Linked DNA regions of Mus musculus: region 2 is linked to region 1. Evidence: chromatin contacts called from public Hi-C data. All regions are on one chromosome and are shown on one strand. Each heading gives the region's core, a stretch centred on a gene start, on an enhancer-like site or on the middle of the called end of the contact. The rest is flanking DNA. Distances are from core to core; before and after follow the strand shown. Region 1 holds the start of Cep83os (centrosomal protein 83, opposite strand). Region 2 overlaps Plxnc1 (plexin C1).

Region 1 (4,985 bases), core at 1,711-4,210:
AGCACTAGGACTAGAATAGTTTGTGAGTTTACAAATACATAAACAAATGATAGATAAGAAAAAGGAAATGTGTAATACATACCAGAAAGATATATGTACAGAAAGAGCAAAAATAATCCAGGGGTAGGGGGAATTACAAGATACGGTGAAAAATATCATGAAGAACATAGAGAATACAGGAGGGCATTCAAGAAAAAAAGTCAGAATCAAGATATGTGGTGAGTCAGTAGTCAGGTCTACAAGTTTGTAGAATTTATGGCAATACAACAACAAAAAATCCCAAGATCCCAAGGTTGCACACTGGTGTAGGCCGGCAGTCAGCTGCTTCTTTCCCTGGCACATCTTATAATTAAAAAACATAACATGATCTCACTTTCATAAAATAATAAATTCACAAATTAAAAAAAACTTAAACAAGGTTAAAACATCCAAAAGATAAAAAGCAGCTTCATATTCTTTTAGATTTTGTACTCATATTTGCCATCATATATGCATTCATATTCTGTACACTGTGATCTGTATTTTGCTTTTTCTTTTGGACAAATATGACCCAGATTCCATGGACATATGCAATCGAATGTTTTAATGGGTCAAGAGTATTCTATTGTATACACACACCATAATTGTCTTCTGTTCTAGTGCTATTATACATCATGAGTATGTAATAGAAACATGAGAGTCAACAATATCCTTAGGAATCCTTTTTTTTTTTCCTTTAAGTGCGACAGAGGACAATGCTTATATTAAGTCAGGTGTACAATTATCGCCCTCACACTAGTGGTCACAAAGGAATTGTATTTCCACAGTCCTGTTAATACTGGTCAGCAAAAGATCTGTTTGGAAGGTGGATACCTTTTCATTTGTTAATTGGGTATTTTTCTTGGAGAATGTCATATTTGGACAATTTTCTCTTTTTGTCAAAGTCTTACTTATATGCCCAAGATGACCTCAAACTCCTATCCCAGTGACTAGAGTGCTGGGATTACAAACACGTGCCACCTCTCTGTCAATTTTTATTATTTAGGTGTTGAAATTTATAAGTGATTTTTCTAAGAGCTGTATGTTGGGAATATTTTTCCTTTGCAAATGTTATGAATATATTTTTCTATGGTTCTTTTTTCAATTTTTGAGGATGCATTACAACTTTTGTTATTGTAGTTTATTTCATACTTGGATAAGGCCTTTCTAATCACAAGGTGTACTGGCTAGTTTTGTGTCAACTTGACACAGCTGGAGTTATCACAGAGAAAGGAGCTTCAGTTGGGGAAGTGCCTCCACAGAGATCCAGCTGTAAGGCATTTTCTCAATTAGTGATCAAGGGGTAGGTCCCCTTGTGGGTGGTGCCATTTCTGGGCTGGTACTCTTGGTTCTATCAGAGAGCAGGCTGAGCAAGCCAGTAAGGAACATCCCTCCATGGCCTCTGCATCAGCTCCTGCTTCCTGACCTGCTTGAGTTCCAGTCCTGGCTTCATTGGTGATGAACAGCAGGGTGGAAGTGTAAGCTGACTAAACCCTTTCCTCCCCAACTTGCTTCTTGGTCGTGATGTTTTGTCCAGGAATAGAAACCCTCACTAAGACAAATGGTTATTAATATATACACCTTGATTTTCTATTTAAAAATATTGCTATTTATACTAATCTGTGTCTTTATGTGAGTTGGTGCAGATGTTCTCAGAGGCCAAAGGCATCAGATCCTGAGAGCTGTAGTTACAGGCCAATTTGAGCAGCAGGACCTGGCTTCAGGGACCTTAATATGGGTCCTTTGGGAAAGCAGCAAGCACTTCTAAACACTGAGACATCTCACCACTGCGGATTTTCTCCTATTTTTAACGGTTTAAATGTTCATCTAGCATTTACTCTTCTCTGAGAAATAAAGTTTTTCTTCAGTTGTTAGTCATCTCTCCAGTCTTCTCCTCACTTTCCAGTGATTCTATTTTATTTAATTTATTTTATTTTTTTAACGGATATTTCCACTGGTTACAAATGATTTGATTTGATTTCAGGATCTGGGGAATCCGTAACGCCTAATTGAATTTACAGAACTAGGGATTAAGATAATCTATAAAAATGCTGCGGCACTTGATATAGGACTGTTCAGCAAATTGTTACTGTCAATGTCTCTCACACACACAGGACTTCTGCTTTCTCTATTCTGATCGTGAATGTGTCTCCCACATACCTCCTTTATATAACCTACCCATAATAGTATGCACCCTCATTTCTAGAAAAAATGGTGACAGCTCAGTTACCACTCTACCCAGAGCCCGGATCTAGTCATCTCCTGCATGTTCATGAGAGGTGAAGATAAGCTGTGCTTCATAATGCACTGTGGCGATCCAAGGCCACAGTATGGAGGCACTCAGCAAGCATGGGTATAGACGGGATGCATGTTTCTCCCATCGCCCACCCTGAAACGCGAAAAGCCTAATTTACCTTAGCTTTTAGGTCACAAATATTATCAAAGCTGTCACCAAGTGTCAATTTAGTTTGCAGCCTGGAGACCAGGAGCCCACCCTGTTATATTACCCCTAAGAGCAGGCGGGCCTACAGGATGGGCCTGGGGCAGGAAGGAGGTCCTGACCTGACTTCCCTGGTGGCAAGCTGGGGGCGACTCCGCACTCACAGGCTGACTGGGTGCCAGAGCCCGGAAAATCCGCCCAGCAGGCACGATGACAAGGCGGGCGGGAACAGAGGTGGCGGCGAAGAGCACCGTCCAAGCCCTCCGAGAAGGAAGTGTGACAAGGGCACAGAGTCCCTCAGCCCACCGGGAGTCGGGCGTGAGGTGACATCTGCCGTTCCCCGGGCTCGCGGGCTTCGGTGCGGCCCACAGGGACGTCCCAGAGTGGCATCCTCACTTTTTTTTTTCCCCCACAGCGGCAACAGCTACCCGCGTAACCGTCAGCCCGCTCCTCTCACCAACGGCTCGGACCTTGGGCGGCGCGCGGTGCTGATGACGTAGGACGGGGAGGCGGGACTTCCTGCCTCGCGCCTCGCCGGGGCTCGGGACGCGCGCGGTCCGCTCGGGAGTGGCGGACGGCGGGCTGAGGGGGCGGCGTGTCGGCCGAGGAGGGCGGGCCGCGGAGGAGGAGCCGGCCTTGCAGCCGCCGCCCTCTCAGCCCTCCGAGTTTCCCGGGCTACCTCAACCTTTCCCGAGGCGTGGGTGCCCTCGCGGACCGTCCGGCTCCTCGGTTCGCCTCCAGCCCCGCGGCGGCAGCGGCCGCTTGGACCGCTCCGGGCCCCACACCCCAGCCGGTGGGACCGTCCCGAGCCCTCGGCCCCAATGCCTGGGAGAGCAGAGCGGAGTGGGTGGCGGTGGTTGGAGCTGTGCCGGGGGCTCCCGGTGGCGAGCGCGGCTGCTGTGCTGGGGCGAGCAGCGGGGACCGTGTGTGAGTTTGGTAAGTCACCTCTCTTCTTTTTAGGCGTGCTGGGCGTCTGCTTGGAAGCCTGCGGCACTCCGCGCCCGCCCTTGGACCCGGGTTTTGTTTCCTGGTGAAGCAGTGTTAGCCGGTGTTAGGAAGGCAGGCCCTGAGATGAGTTCTGGATGCAAGGTTTTTCTTTTCTTTTTCTTTTTTAAAGCACGTGAAACTCCTTTCGGGGCTCTTTGGTGCACTGCGGCACGGTAGCCAGCGGAGTCATGGGGTTAGTGTAAAGCACCTCTAGGTTAATTGGTGGGGGAAAAGCCACGCTGTCATCATTTTCCTTGTCCTTAAAGGTAGTCATAGCAGTGAGGTTTGCGGATGTTGCTGAGGTAAGGTCTGAACTGTGGGAAGTGTATTTTGGGCTTGGTACTTTGGCAAGTTCTTAGTCCAGTTTCTGACTATGATAAAAAGACTCTTGGCTTTTTAAAAATGCCCTAGAGGGCATTTAAGTGTCTTTAAGTCTTTGCTTACCTTCTAATTATCAGACCACTTTCTTCTCGAACATGTTGAGGATCAGGCTAAATTTGTTCTGATGATTTTTTTTTAAATATGTAGTGAATTCATAATATGTTCAGGCTGTTAGTATAAAGTACTAAACTGAGATTTAAAGTACCGAGTAGGTTGTTAAAGCCGTGCTTCTGTTACCAAGCAACATCACCGTAAACAAGTCTAATATTCAACTAGAACATAAGTAAATGTGGCCTGTTAATCTGAGTTTGGAGCGAGTTGGAGCTCTTCAGATTTATGCTTTTAGTTTATAGGTGGCTACATTTGTTGCCTTTTGTAGTCAGATTTCAAATAAATTTTATCTAGAATTATTAGAACACTTTGATTGTTTTTGTTGTCACACAAGACTATGGAGAGTTGTAAATGGATTTGAGTTCTTTTTGGTTGTTACATATTCCGGAGTATGCTGGGTATTTCTCTTTGAGTATTTCTTTTCTAATGAGATAAAGTATGCAATCTGTATTTAATAATATTCTTAAATAAAAAGATTATAGCAATTTAGAGTTACATACATTTGAGAGATTGTGAAACAGTACAAGTTTTTAAGCCTTGGCTTAGCAGTAGCCTTGGTCTACATTTGTTGAACCCTTAGTGATATAACTTGAATGGTAAACTAAGTTTTTATTTTAATTTACTTTATTAAGTGTTCTGTTTGGTGGGGAAAGCATTAAAGACATGGTCTAGCTTTGTATCCCAGACTTGCTTTGAATTGGCAATTTCTCTGCTTCAGCCTCCTGAATTCCAGGACAGAATGAAAATGAGGCTATAACCGCTCCAAGGTATGGTTGAGGAGAAGAGTTTACTGTAGATGTGAAGGAGAGAACAGCCAGAGGCAACAAGAAGGGTCTAGACTGAACATGGCCAACAGAATAGACCAGGTCGTGAGAGGAGAGAGGGGGGAAAAGGAAGGAAGCAAGAGGTCCAGGAGTGGAGTGGAAAGCAGAACCTAGAGTGCAGAGAGTAAGCTAAGCCATCATGATGGTTGACTGAGGTTGTACAGGAAAGAGAAGCTGGGGGAAGGAAGCTGGAGAGGGTTAGGGGAGGGGCCCAGGAGGGAGCT
Region 2 (4,985 bases), core at 767-3,266, 210 kb after region 1:
TGCGCTAACCCAGCCCCAGTTTCTATAACCACCTGCTGACTGGTCTGCCAGCTCCCAGCGAGGACCCAAGTCCATCTTGCTCCAGATTGTATGCTCAGTTGCTCAGTCTCCACAAGATTCTTCTAACAAAATCTAAACGACTCATCTGCCCTGTTGACCATGTCCTCTTATCCCCACCCCCCAAACATGCCATACACGCATCCACACCCACATTCAGGAACTTAAGTGTATTCTTCGCCAACCTGTTACCTCAGCCAGTTTCCCTTCCTGATACCTGCCTATGTTTCAGATTTGCCTGAATCATCTCTTCCCCAGGAAGCTTTCCCCAACCTTTCACATGGGAGTTAGATGCCCTATCTGTGTCTCCATGGAACCCTACATCTTCTGTGTCTATCCTTATAGCCCCCTATCCTATTCATCTCCTTTATTCCAGAGAGACAAGATGCACATTCCCAAGTCTCCAAAACTTCCTGTACCAGAATGATTCATCTCTACTGCTATTTGCCGTGCCATGTTATGATACATCTGACTGGACGGAATAGAATGGTCTATTTCCTTACCCTACTAATGTCGAGCTTGGCTGTGGAGCTTGTGTTAGCAGTAGAATATCCATAACCATGATGGGCGCAGAGGCTTTGAGTGCATCATGTAACTTAGTTCAATATCTTCTACATCTGCTCTCTGACTTAAGAGTAGGTACACAATGACAGACACATGAAAGAGACCTGAGTTTCGCTGATAGCACGACACAAACCTCTTCCTCCTCCCACAGCTGACAAGCACATCCATGAGTGAAAATAATAAATGTAGAGAAATACCTGCTCGTTAGACTTCTAAGGATCAGGCAGTTGCTCATTAGGTAGAATCACTGAAAGAGAATCTGCCGGGCAGTGATGATGCACGCCTTTAATCCCAGCACTTGAGAGGCAGAGGCAGGCGGATTTCTGAGTTCGAGGCCAGTCTGGTCTACAAAGTGAGTTCCAGGACAGCCAGGGCTATACAGAGAACCCCTGTCTCGAAAAACCAAACCAAACCAAACCAAACCAAACCAAACCAAACCAAACCAAACCAACAAACAAAACAAACAAACAAAAGAAACTCAGAATCTACTGACGCTTACCCATCATTAGACTAGAGAAGCCATTCAGATGGGAACTGTGCCTCTGAATGGGATGTCAGGCTTATAACACGTGGGTACCTCATACATGTCAGTGGTCAGATGGACGGCTGAATGAATGATCACTGGCATAGACCTGTCTGCCCTCCTAGTTTGCTTGTTAACCCCTTACAGCCAAGAAGGACATCTGGGTTTTCTCAACAGCACATAGCCATCTCACTTCCCACATGGGGGCTCTTGGTAGGTATTCAACAAATGTTTGTTGAAATTAAGAGGAAATGGATTTTGTGGGCTGGCTTGGGAATCCACCCTCAATTGGTGACATTGTTTCTGTGGGAAAGGCACCCGTGTGAGCCAAGCAAACTTGCAAATGAACTCTTGGAACCTTGTCGGGCTCATCGGCTCGGGATTGCCAGTTCTCTGGAAATCCACAACTGAACACATGTGCTGGGCTTCGAAATACGGGAGAAGCTGAGAAACTGCTTCCAACTCCAATATATATTCAGCTTGAAAAAAAGAATTCCCTTTCCACCCACAGACAACTGCAGCACAGGTTGAACCTGAGGTTCGCACAGTAAAATACTAGACCTCAGTGCTTGCTTAGTTGGTTTTTTTTTTTATCTGCTTATTACACTGGGAGACTATTCTTAACACCAAATAAAAAAGAAATTAATTATCATTTTCTTGGCCCCCCACCATACCCAAATCCACTTTCAAGACACGTATACAAGAAGGTTCAACCTTCTCAAGACAGAGAAGAAATTATTTTTCTAAATAAATCTGTGACATTTAAAATAAACACAGTGGGATGCTTCGCCACCACACCAAAAACATCCCCTTTAGAATTCCTAATTTTGAATGGTACCGAGAGCTTAACATGAGTCACAGATCTGAAGCTTAGTTTCATTTTATCTTAGGCCAGAACGGAGCCAACTGGGAGCCAAGTGAGGGGACGTGGCTACCAAGGACCGTCAACCATGACCCCGCTATGTTTGCTGAGTGGGTAGGGGTTGCTTCTCTGATGTTGGGTAGTTAAGTGGACATAGATATACGTTCTAGGATAGCAGATAAAGAGCTCCTGAAGGGAAGAGTGTGCTAAAATGGAGAACTTTTAAATTCAAGGTAAAGGCCCTGGGCAGGAATATTCTTGAATCAGAAAGACAATCAGTGAGACCAAGGAGAGAGAGTCATGAGAGAGGTCGGAGCTGCAAATCACAGAATGCCTTGTCTGCAAGCAGGAGATCAGGCTGAGTTTGAGAGAGGAGAAATTGGGAGCAATGAATCTAGGGAGGACACCGTCTAGTGGGGATTTTTTTTTTCTTTTTTTAAAGGATCATTCCTACTGGAAAGTGTACAGCAAGGGTGGGGGAGCGAGATAATGAACAGGGGAAATTGAAGAGAGACCTTACAGCGAGCTGTTAAGAATGGCTTGCTGTCCTCACCCAATTCTCTAACAACTCCCTTCTGGCTCACTGTTCCCCCAGGGGACACAGCTTCCCCATGTCCCTCTAAAGCGACAGTTCTCAACCTGTGGTTCATAACCTCTCTAGGGTTGAAAAATCCACTCACAGGGGTTACCTAAGACCACCAGGAAATCACAGAGATTTATGTCATGACTCATAACAATAGCAAATCGCACAGCAAAGTTACAGTTAAGAAACAGCAACGAAAGCTGGGCGTGGTGGCGCACACCTTAAATCCCAGCATTTGAGAGGTAGAGGCAGGCAGATTTCTGAGATTGAGGCCAGCCTGGTCTATAAAGTGAGTTCCAGGACAGCCAGGGCTATACAGAGAAACCCTGTCTTGAAAAAAAAAAAAAACAATAAAAAGAAATAGCAACAAAAATAATTTTATGGTTGGGGGTTACCACAACAAGGAACTGCATTAAAGAGTGTCAGTGTTAGGAAGGTTGAGGACCACTGTTCTAGAGGGCTGGCTGCTTCCTTTAACTTACTAGAGGTGGCCCAGCTGGGCCTGACAGCCCTCCTCCACATAATTCCTCTCTTTCTGACCATCTCTCAGAGTTCAAGTTCATGTTTGCAATAGATACCATCCTGACTCCTTACACAAAACCTACAGGACCAACACTCACCCACCTTACTAGTTAGTTTTAGGTCTTGACTAATTTGTCCTTTACTCTTCACCAGTGGGCCCATCCTTGTTCCTGGTGGCTTCGACTGACACACAGAGGTCCCTGTTTCTCACACAGTAGTCTTGTTCTCCACCCTCGCTGCCATGACGTAACAGTCCTGTAGACCTTACCATTCCCGGTACCTCCACACCTGTATCGCCTCAGCGTTGACCCCCACACAGTCCAGGTGGTGTTTTCCCCCCTCTCATGTCTCCCATCCACAGTGTGTCCCTACTTCCCTCCACCGCACACAGGTGACATCAATGTCATCCCATAGCCCCACCCTGATGTACTTATCCCCAAACTCTAGCTAAACTGAAGTCTATCCTCCGTACTTTCCCATGATGGGACTGGAGCTAGACTACATGAGCAAAGCAAACCCATGCTTTCTGTTTCAAAGGCAAGATCATCGGCCTCAGGTGCGCCCCAATATTGCCAGGCAACCATACTCTATTTTCTCTCTGTGTGTGTCCTTTACCTGAGCTCCTGTGTGCTTCCTGCTTCCCTTCCTCAGATTTCACGGCTCCCTCTCCCCGGGCTCACACAGACACCTGGCTCCTGCTGGTCTAAGGTCACAAAGAAGGTTCCGAGCAATATGGACATACCCTGAGGTCTGATCTATCTCTACGAGCTCTGGGGTCCACACTACTGTTTCCCTCCCATCCTGGACTGAGGCTACCCTCCCCACTGATGTGATTAGGTCATATTTTCTGTCATCTGCTGAAAGACAACACACCACAATATTCACCCTCCTTCCCCCCACCCCTCTCCTTCCTACCGGAATTTTCCCCAACAACACACACAAAAAAAGCTGGTAGGTGGAGTGTGATTGGGCACATGCGCGCGCGCGCCTGTTTGCGCTTGCTTACGGGAGGGTGTGGCCTCTCATTGAACTTAAGAGCTCATCAATTTGACTGGACTATCTGACCAGTGGACTTCCGGGGATCCTCCTGTCTCCGCTTCGCCAGCACTAGGATTACTGACATACACTAGCATGGCTGACATTTTCAGGTGCTGCAGATACAAACTCAGAGCCTCATGCGTTCAGAGCAGGCACTTTACAGACGGGCTGAGCCATCACCTCTTCAGCTCCAGACACCATTATTCTATGTATGTTAAAACAAAAACAAAACAAAACAAAACAAAACAAAACAAAACAAAACAAAACACCTTCTAAAGTTAGACTGGTGAGATAGCGTGGCAGGTGCTTTTACCTGTCAAGCTTGACAACCTGAGTTTGGTCCCTGGGGTCCATCTGGTAGAAGAGAGCAACTCCCATGAGCGGTCCTCTGACCTCCACACACACTATGGAACGTGCACTATCCCACTCCCAATTAAAATGTAATGAAAAACAAATAAACTTTAGAATCCTAAACTGTCTGGAGTCTACGTTTTGCCTCAGAATCGGCGACATATCTCCTCTACCGTTCCCCATAACACCCCCAAGGAGCTCCTCCACTCACTGCTCATTGTCCTTTTGTAGCTCCAGCACCCTTCCAAAAACGGGCCTCTGTCACAGTCATCGATCGCCCTGTCCTAGTCCAACGGATCCGTTTTCCTTTGACCTCCTTGGCAGGAGCTGGCACAGTACGTTGCTCTCTTCCCCCTTTCCCTTGCCTGGCAACACACTCCTTCCTTAAACGCTGTCTCTCCCCTTTCTGATCCTTCCTCATGTTTTCCCCACCCCTTCTGTTTCTAAACATCATAGTACTTGAGTGCTCTAGTACTTGAGTGCTC

The links. Hi-C and Micro-C count contacts between places; a contact is called where the count stands out from the background.
Region 2: a contact with region 1 is called in a Hi-C map of muscle stem cells, with 1.8 times the contacts expected there. The contact joins the enhancer-like site here to the promoter of Cep83os in region 1. A contact is called at or near these places in 5 of 39 promoter capture datasets (the 3T3-L1 cell line, 3T3-L1-derived adipocytes, embryonic stem cells and 2 more), 3 of 484 Hi-C or Micro-C datasets (bone marrow-derived macrophages, muscle stem cells and nephron progenitors), 8 of 115 datasets of contacts at active chromatin or transcription factors (the SCID.adh cell line, bone marrow-derived macrophages, effector CD8 T cells and 5 more) and 2 of 9 other capture datasets (adipose tissue and liver).

What each region holds. Positions count from the first base shown.
Region 1 is chr10:94,685,653-94,690,637 of GRCm38.p6, forward strand. It overlaps Cep83os (centrosomal protein 83, opposite strand), which reads right to left and starts at 2,961. Exons shown (of 3, transcript NR_015524.1): 1 at 2,581-2,961. Cep83 (centrosomal protein 83) reads left to right here and starts at 3,138. Exons shown (of 16, transcript NM_029852.2): 1 at 3,138-3,394.
Region 2 is chr10:94,899,940-94,904,924 of GRCm38.p6, forward strand. The region is part of intron 4 of Plxnc1 (plexin C1); the gene reads right to left. Among named protein-coding and RNA genes, the nearest start is that of Plxnc1, 42 kb to the right of the region's middle. Within about 2 kb of position 2,017, at least 3 of the 459 cell types and tissues checked have an H3K27ac peak or open chromatin away from gene starts, as enhancers often do. A contact at or near this core is called in muscle stem cells, where this site is marked.